Regions from separate parts of the Arachis hypogaea genome. Here region 2 is linked to region 1. Evidence: chromatin contacts called from public Hi-C data. All regions are on one chromosome and are shown on one strand. Each heading gives the region's core, a stretch centred on a gene start, on an enhancer-like site or on the middle of the called end of the contact. The rest is flanking DNA. Distances are from core to core; before and after follow the strand shown. Region 1 holds the start of LOC112710989 (trihelix transcription factor GTL2). Region 2 holds the start of LOC112710991 (protein NDL1).

Region 1 (4,621 bases), core at 725-3,224:
GAAAAAGATTTATACAAATATCTAATTATAAATTGTTATGTTAATAAAATAAATTATTTTTTATATCTATGGAGAATAATTATTAAAGAGCCACATGATTAGATAATTATATGAATAGTTTACGGTTTTAAAATTAAACTCTTATATAATATAGTAATAAAAGATGTGTTTGTTTTTGCGTTTGAAAAATCAAAAAGTACGTTCAAATTTTTTAAATGCTTTAATCTTTTGTTCAGCTATTTTTTTTAATAAATACAGAAGTGATTTTATATTCAAACTAATATTTACAAGAAGCAATAAATTTTAAATTTTTTTCTTTTATTTGTTATTTTTATTTTTTTGTTAATTTTTTTGTTTGATATTGTATATTTTTATAATTGTAATTTTTGTATATTATATTTATTATTATTTTTATATAATATAATTTATTAGTCACATTAGGTAGATTAAATTAAAAAAAATAACCTAAAAAATTATAGCATAATAAAAAAATAGTAAGAGTATTAAAAAAATATTATACTAAAAAAATATAAAAAAATTAAATATGCTTAAAAAATAATATTATAATTCAATAATATATTATTTTTAGTAATTATCTATTTAAAAATAATTTTAATTAATATTAACTAAATAATATTTATTTTATCAAAATCAATTTTAATATAATAATAAAAAAATTAATTTTATTATTAAATTATCAAACATAAATTATGTAAATACAAAACTCCTATTCAAAATCAATTTTATAAAATCACTTCTATTCAAACTCTAGTTTAATAGAAACTAATCCGAACGCACACAGTAATACTAATATACAGTAAAGTTTAGTTTTCCAATGAGCTGTGAATATATTACATCTATAATAATGATACTTTTTCTTATTGAGGAATTCAAATTTTTAGATCATATAATACAGGCAGCTCTTAACCCTAGTATTCCTTCTTTATTGATTCATTTCCTCATTAACCACAGACCAGTAGCACCCCAAGATAAAGAAAGTTTCAACTTTTAATCCTTAAAAACAATTTTGTTACACCAAATTCTTGTATAATATTAAATCATATTAATTTTGTTAATTTTAAATTTTTAATAATTGTTTACGTGATATTTTAATTATTATTTGTCACTGTTAAATTATGTTTAATATTCACGGTTGATATTTAAATTTAAATTTTTATCATTATATCATTAATACCTTCATGATGGGCTCTTAAGACATGTGATTTGTAATGAGACTCCTGGCTAGGTAACCAAATTTTGTTCAGCAGAAGGAATTGTTAAATGGGATATGATAAAGATGAGTTTGGATGTTATATGAAAATGGAAACAAGGATGAAATGCATTGAATATACCTTTTCTTTGTAACGTGGGTTGATTGACTTGTCCAAGGAAGAAAGAATATATATATATTTCAAGATTTTAATTTCTTTGTCTTATTGAAATATCATGCATTATATTCAATTATGTATTGAAGTATTAATAAAAATAATTATTTTATATGTATTATTATGTAAAATAATAGATACAATATATCGTTCTTTTATTTATATTATAGTTTAAAAATAGCATAATAAAGAATATGTATATCAAATATATTGACAAACGAAAAAAATAAAAGTATATATATAACTTAAAAAGTAAAATATGACTCATTAAAGTTATTTTATCTTAAATATTTTATTATCTGTAAAACAAAATGTCATGTGCGCATACCTAAAATTAATTATTAGATATATATGTATAAATATATATGTTGTTTAATTTAATTATAATATATATTTTATATTTTAGTATGGCTAAATTTTTTTGTATATGTAATATAGTTAGTAGTATAAATAGTCATTTATAGGAAAAAAATGCAATTTGGTAATGATGTACAATATTTGCACTATAATTTTTTTTTCTATAATTTTTTATTAATTTGTATATATAGTATTATTCTTATTTATTTATTATGGGTTATGATGAGGGAGGGGGTGTTGAGTTTCACTTTCTTGTAAAAGGGTGTGGTGGTGGCCTAAGATTTTTCCCTTGCACACAAGGACAAATTCTTTGATAAATGTGAGAAAGCCAAGAGAGAGAAAGAAAGAAGGGTTGGTAGTATTTTTGTAAAGTTGGTTGTAGCATTCCATTTAGCCACAATTTACACTGAGCAAGAAAGAAGCACATCACAAGTGAGGGAATTGAATTGAAGAAGAGATAGAGGTAGGAAGATCATAGAAGAGAAGAGAAGATAAAGAAAGCACACAAGATGTTTGATGGAGTGCCAGGAGACCAGTTCCATCAATTCATAACACCAACAAGAACAACAACAACAACCACCTCATCACAAATCCCTCTTCATCATCATTTACCTTTCCCTCTCCCTCTCCATCATCCTTCTTCTAATCCCACATCATCAAACCCCAACAACAACACTAACACTTTCCCTACTAATCCTACACCTTTTGATCCTTATCATCATCATCACCACCAATTGCAGCTTCACCAAGTTCATCATCAACACCCCAGTATCTTGCACCCATCATTACACCTTCACCAACACCACAACAACAATAACAAACATCATCATCATGATGAAGACCGGGAAGAAAACAACGCTAGCAGTACTTCCACTACTACTGTGCCAATGAATTTTGAAATTGAAAGAGATCATGAGAGGCAGCAAATGCCTCCTCCTCAGCTCATTGATCCTTGGAGTAATGATGAAGTACTTGCTCTCTTGAGGATCAGATCTACCATGGAGAGTTGGTTCCCACAACTCACTTGGGAACATGTCTCAAGGTACACAAACATTACATTTCATTACATTACATTATATATATATAATTCACTAAAATTATTAAATCATCATTTTCTCACCTATATATACTTATTGTTATAAATTCTTACATTATTTAATTGAATTATAACTAGTCTACTACTACTGATGATGAAATTAAAACCTGGATTGATTATTGTTATTGTTTGTTTGATGAATGATGATGATCAAGATATAATCGACATACACAGCAATGAAATTATGAATATTGTAAATGTGAAAATGTAAAATTAATGAGCTGGAGTCTGAGTATATATGTGTGTTTTGTGATGAGTGTATAGCTAGCTGCATCATATGCTACCTCCATGTGGAAGACAAACACACACGTGCACCTACATTTCAGCTCACACACTGACACAAACACACACACACACTCACAGAGAGTAATGGCACACACCTCGAGAGACAGAGAGGGGGGGGGGATTTTTTTTACTAACACGGATGAAAATTGAAGGAGGGAACCCCATTGATTTTGTCCATATATTACTATATTATTATTACATGTTTGAATTGTTCTTGCAAAGGAGTAAAAAAAAAATAAACAAAACAAAGTAATTATTAATTTCTATAATGGTTATTAGTTACTTTAATTTGGTCCCCGGAATAATAATTTTACATTTATGGCGTGTGCAGGAAGATGGCAGAGCTTGGATATAAGAGGAGTGCTGAGAAGTGCAAAGAGAAGTTTGAAGAAGAAAGCAGATATTTCAGCAGCAACATTAACTTCACCAACAAAACCATTACTCCTCCTCCTACTACTACTACTGGTTACCGCTTTCTTAGTGAACTTGAAGAGCTTTATCATCAACAAGATAATAGTGATCATCATCATCAACAAGAAGTGGTGGTAGTGGAGAAGCAACCAAGTAGTACTGACGGGCAAGAAGACAAGGTAGTCATGGACCAAGCATTGGGAGAAGAAGATGATAAGGAGAATGATGAAGAGGTGGTTGCTGGGGCGGCCGTGGTGGTGTTGCCGGAGAAGATTATTACGACAAAAACAAAGGAGAGGAAGAGGAAGAGGGGTGGTGGAGATGGCGACGGCAACGGCGACGGCGTTAGGTTTGAGATGTTCAAAGGTTTTTGTGAAAGCATTGTGCACAAGATGATGGAGCAACAAGAAGAGATGCACAACAAGTTAATAGAAGATATGGTGAGAAGAGATGAAGAGAAGCTTGCAAGAGAAGAGGCATGGAAGAAGCAAGAGGTGGAGAGAATGAACAAGGAGCTTGAGATCATGCAACAGGAACAAGCCATTGCTGGTGATAGACAAGCAAACATCATTGAGTTCTTGAAGAAATTTGCCCCAGAAATTCAAACCCTTGTTTGTGTTGAAGAAGATCATGATGATCACAATAATAATGGAAGAAACAAATTAGTGAAGGTAACAAATAATAATAACAATGTTGAACACAATGGTTCAAATTTGTTGTTGCATTCCCAAAACCCTAATCCTCCATCATCACCTTCTTCTTCTTCTGCTGTGATTGTGAATAACCAAAATGGTGTTGTTGTTGCTGCTGCTTCTTCTTCAACAAACCCTAGCTCAAGTCCTATTATACAAGCTGGCAAGAACCCTAATAGTACTTATCTCAACAATGATAGCCCAATAGTAGAGGCGGACTCGGCGGCAAAGAAGGCGGCTGCCACGACTGCGAACTGCGAGAAAGATGAAATTGGAAGAAGATGGCCAAAAGATGAAGTGTTGGCACTGATAAACCTGAGGTGCAACACGCAAGTGAGCAGCAACAATGATGAAAATGGGAGAGAAACTCACAAGGCTCTTCCATTGTGGGAGAG
Region 2 (4,621 bases), core at 1,512-4,011, 170 kb before region 1:
AATTAACCGAAGTATTCAAACCTCAGGTCGTCTCACAAGGAATTACAATGAAGTGTTCAATTATTGGCTATGACGAACAAGGGGGTTTGATTTGTAATTGGCAAGAAAAGTAAATAACAAGAAAGTAAATGATAATTAACTAATAAAATAAAGGAAAAGAACTCTTGGCAAAGATATGGGAATTGAGATCACCATCCTTGTCTACAAATTACGTATTGACAATTTTGAGGGACCAACCCATTAAGTCTACTCCTATCCTTGAAGTATGTACAATGTCTACTTCAACGCTTGAAGTACGTCAAATATGGTTGATCAACATCAATCCATATGTTCTAACATAGCTACTAATTGACTTAGTAGTAGGCTAGTGTCAATGGTTATCAAATTGACCACTAAGTGTTCTCGAATCACCAATTCATTGAGACCCAATAACTCAAGGTCACTCAATTCCCTTAGCGTAGGCCAAGAGTAAAGAGAACTACTCAAAAACTAGTGGACACATTTCATCAAACACCTGGAGTGTAATAAAAGTAAACATCACAAAATGCAAGAATTAATAGAACCCATAACTAATATAGGCAAGAAATCAACAATAGCAATAAAGATAAACATAAAAAGGAATGAAACCTGAAATTGCATTGAAAGGAAATTGAAATCAACAAGAGTTCATGAACATAAAAGTAACAAAATAAAGGAAATGACAAATAAAACTAGAAGAGTAAAATGTAACAACAAGAAATTAAAAGAGAAAACTAAATCAAAAATAGAATTTAAAGTTGGATCTAAGAAAATTAAACCTAAACTACCCTAAATTATAGAGAGAAGGGAGATCTTTCTCTCTCTAGAATTCTAACCTACAACATGATGAAAACTACACTATGGCTTCTCCCTCCTCATTCTCTTGTGATCCTTGGGTTCAAAAGTATCAGAAATGAGTTAGATTTGGGCCTCCTTCAGCTCAGAAATCGTCCCCAGCGTATTGCCTTTAGTGAGGTCACGTACCGCTTGTCACGCGTACGCATGGGTCATGCGTACGCATCACTGGAAAAATTCTCTTCCACGCGTGCGCGTCGCTGGCGAATCTCCATCTCACGCGTACGCGTGGGTGACGCGTGCGCGTGGCATTGAGTTCAACAAATTCTCTTTTCTTCATGAATTCTCCATTTTTGCATGCTTTTTCTTCATTCCTTCAACCCAATATTTACCTGCAAATCCTAAAATCACTTAACAAACATATCAAGGCATCAGATGGAATTAAAGTGAATTAGAACTAGCAATTTTAAGGTCTAAAAAGCATGTTTTTACTCGGGATAAGTACTTTTTTCGTCCCTTAGGTTTGAGGTCAAAATCAAAATCTTCTCCGACCTTTTTTGTTATTAAAATCATCCCTAACGTTACAAAACGTTATAAAATCATCCTTTCGCCCATAAATAAAATTTTTTAGACAATTTTGCCTTTAATTGTTTCATCTTCAAATTCGTCGCTGGGAGACTTTGTAGGGGTTGGTTGATTTTGTAGATGGCTTAATGCTATTGTCTCTTATGGAAGTGCACGTATTTGAAGTGGAAGTCTAACGAAGACAAAAATAAAAAGTTAATAAACTTTCTTAAAATAGAAGAATAGAAGATTGAAAGTAAGTTGAAAAACTCACATGTCGAGCGGTTCGGATTATGAATGGGTCCCTTTTAAAAGAATAATCGTTTTTTCTTGAGCTGGTTCATTGAATGATTCTTCTTGTTCCCCAAACCTGAAATACACCGAAATCATCTCAGAATACACCTCACGCATTGAATAGAAACACAACCTCTGTTTTATGAGAACTTACATAGTTGCAACTTTTTTTTCTACTTTTTTTTTCTTGAATGAATTATTAAAGGACTTTTTAATATATATATATATATATATAATCAGAAGCAAAATATGGTAACACAAGAATTAAGGAAATGACAATAGAAATAAAAATTATATGTTATCTCTTGGCTTATTTAGACTGTTCTGATCTGTCTGTGTTTAAAAGATAGGATCATTTTCACTTGTCAAGTTCACATTCGACATTCTAAGAACAAAATAAATATTATTCAGTAAAATTAGAGTAATTAATTACATCAGAATTTATGAATTTTTATCAAATAAAAATCTTACGTTTACAAAGAATCATAATGAATTTCTATGGAATAGAGTTCACCTTCTGATATATCTAATAAAAAAGGATAATAAATACATGCAAAAGATTATATTAAATATGTTATAAATTATATATTTAGGTAATTAAAATAGTTAAATTATTTATTTTAAAATTTTTTTTTCTTAGAGCTTGTGGTCGTGGGCGAAGTGGGGACCAAAAAAATAGACATTTATACACACTAAATTAGACAAGGACATTAACCCAACAAAGAACATTCTTCATAAAAATAGAAAATAAAAATAAAAATAATAAAAGCTTAAATACAAAATTTAAATACATTATTTATATATAAAATATAATTTTTTTAATCAAAAGTAATAAAGGAAATAAATGAAGAATAAACAACCCTAAATTTTGATTAATAAAGGATACTTAGCTTTAATCCAACCAATCTAAAATCCTAGGACGTTAAAATAAGGAACCCGGAGGGGGGGGGGGGGTGAGTGGAAGCGAGTTGTGATGAGCTGGAATCTGATCATAGAATAATAGTGGAAGGGCATATAATATTTTATAATAAGAATCCCAGGTATCCTACAGCTGTATTATGGGATGCTCTTGCAAAATTAAATTGCATTTTGCATTCTTATAACATTTGGAATTTTTCATTTTTCTTTCTTTTTTTCTATTTTTATGTAATAAATCACAATCACATGGGCGCGCCGCTAATGTTCATGTTCTTGCTGTTATTGCTGTCTTTGAATTGAAAAGAAAACCCCTTGCCTTGCCATGCCATGCCAGCACAATTTCACTGTTACTATTATGTTATGCCTTTTATATTAGAATATATCGTACCAATTTATTTTGTGATACCGTATTAATGTATTATACAGTGTATATGTATATAACTAATTTAAATACAACGAATGGTTAATTCATTATTTTTTTAGTAAGTGGTGAAGATTTAAATTTTATTTAGTGTACAGAATAATTCATTAATTATGATAAATTTTTAAAAAAAATTAAATTTAATAATAAATTAAGTTTTAATCTATCAAACTAAAAGATATCATGAGAAATTTAAAAAAATTATATGTACATATATCTTATTAAAGTTTATTATAAATGTGTTGATATATATGGTATCTTATATTTCGCACATTAAAAAAATATAGAAATACTTAAAAAAAATACAAATTTGTTTAAAAGAATTTGAATAACAAGTAAAATATCTATATATTGATTGCTAAATTTATGTTTATCTGAAATATTAGAGACATTAGATATGCAAACCGAAATATATATTTTTTTAATTTAATGTTGATGTAGTGTAAAGCCCTAATATAAAGTATTTAATTATATAATATTATATTAATAAAAATAATTATTTTTTGTATTAACGATGTGAAAAACATTCAAAGAAACAGATACTAATCTATAAAATATTTTACATTATATCAGTATAATAAAATTAAAATATTTGTTTTTTAAACTGTATAAATTAGTAAAATGTCCCTTTTAGCCCAATTTTGTTCCAACGGTCACTGAATTCTACTATACGACAGCCACTGTAAAAATAAAAATCTAGTACTACTTCTGAATCTGAATCTCTGGAAAAACCTTTCCACTTTTTCAATTTCTTCATCTTTTTTAAAGAAAGGTCGCTCGTGCGGGTTTTCCCTTCAAATAAGGAAGGGGTTGTGACTTGAGACCGTAATTTAACACCACCAATCAACAACGACAGCAAAGAACCAAAGAAGAAGACGAAGAAAGTAAGAGCTTCAAAATCATTGTGCCTCTCTACTTTGCAGTTACATTGAATGCGTAGGAGTGAGTCATGGGCGAGTCAAGTGACTCACTCTCCATTGACATTGATTTGATACCTTTAGGTGGAAAGGTAACGGTTTTTCTAATTGCATTTTTAGATTCTACCTTTTCAGTTTTCATTTGTATAATAAAAGAGTGGAATTTTGTAAACTAAACATTATTACAATTTTTGTATTTAATTTAACTTAATTTGTGTGTGTCTGTATTGCAGGAATTCACGGTGAAAACAAGTAAAGGTTCAGTTTCTGTGCTTGTTTGTGGGGATCAAGAAAAGCCAGCTTTAATAACCTACCCAGATGTGGCTCTTAATTGTATGATATATTATATTGTATATTCTTTTTCTAATTTTATCTGTTTTTAGTAATTTCAGTTTTGTTAAGTTTATTTCCATTTTGAACTTGAGGAAAATGCCACGTCTTTTTTTTGGATAGAAATGTTTTGAGGATTGGAAGCAAAATTAAAGCAGGTCTTTGTATTGGGAGAATGTGTTTGAGAATTGTGAAGTTTTGAAAAATAAAAAACAAAAGTTCCTTTTATGCAGATGTATCTTGTTTCCAGGGTCTGTTGTTCTGCCCAGAAGCTGCTTCTTTGTTGCTTCATAACTTCTGCATTTATCACATTGATGCTCCTGGCCATGAGGTCAGTATTAGTAGGGAATTTTTACATTCTAAT

What was found. Hi-C and Micro-C count contacts between places; a contact is called where the count stands out from the background.
Region 2: a Hi-C map of leaf shows a contact between it and region 1, with 5 times the contacts expected there. The contact joins the promoter of LOC112710991 here to the promoter of LOC112710989 in region 1. A contact is called at or near these places in 2 of 8 Hi-C or Micro-C datasets (both in leaf).

The regions. Positions count from the first base shown.
Region 1 is chr9:62,028,288-62,032,908 of arahy.Tifrunner.gnm2.J5K5, reverse strand. LOC112710989 (trihelix transcription factor GTL2) reads left to right here and starts at 1,974. Exons shown (of 2, transcript XM_025763494.2): 1 at 1,974-2,784; 2 at 3,455-4,621. The coding sequence starts at 2,252.
Region 2 is chr9:62,200,171-62,204,791 of arahy.Tifrunner.gnm2.J5K5, reverse strand. It overlaps LOC112710991 (protein NDL1), which reads left to right and starts at 2,761. Exons shown (of 11, transcript XM_025763495.3): 1 at 2,761-4,019; 2 at 4,161-4,260; 3 at 4,491-4,588. The coding sequence starts at 3,960.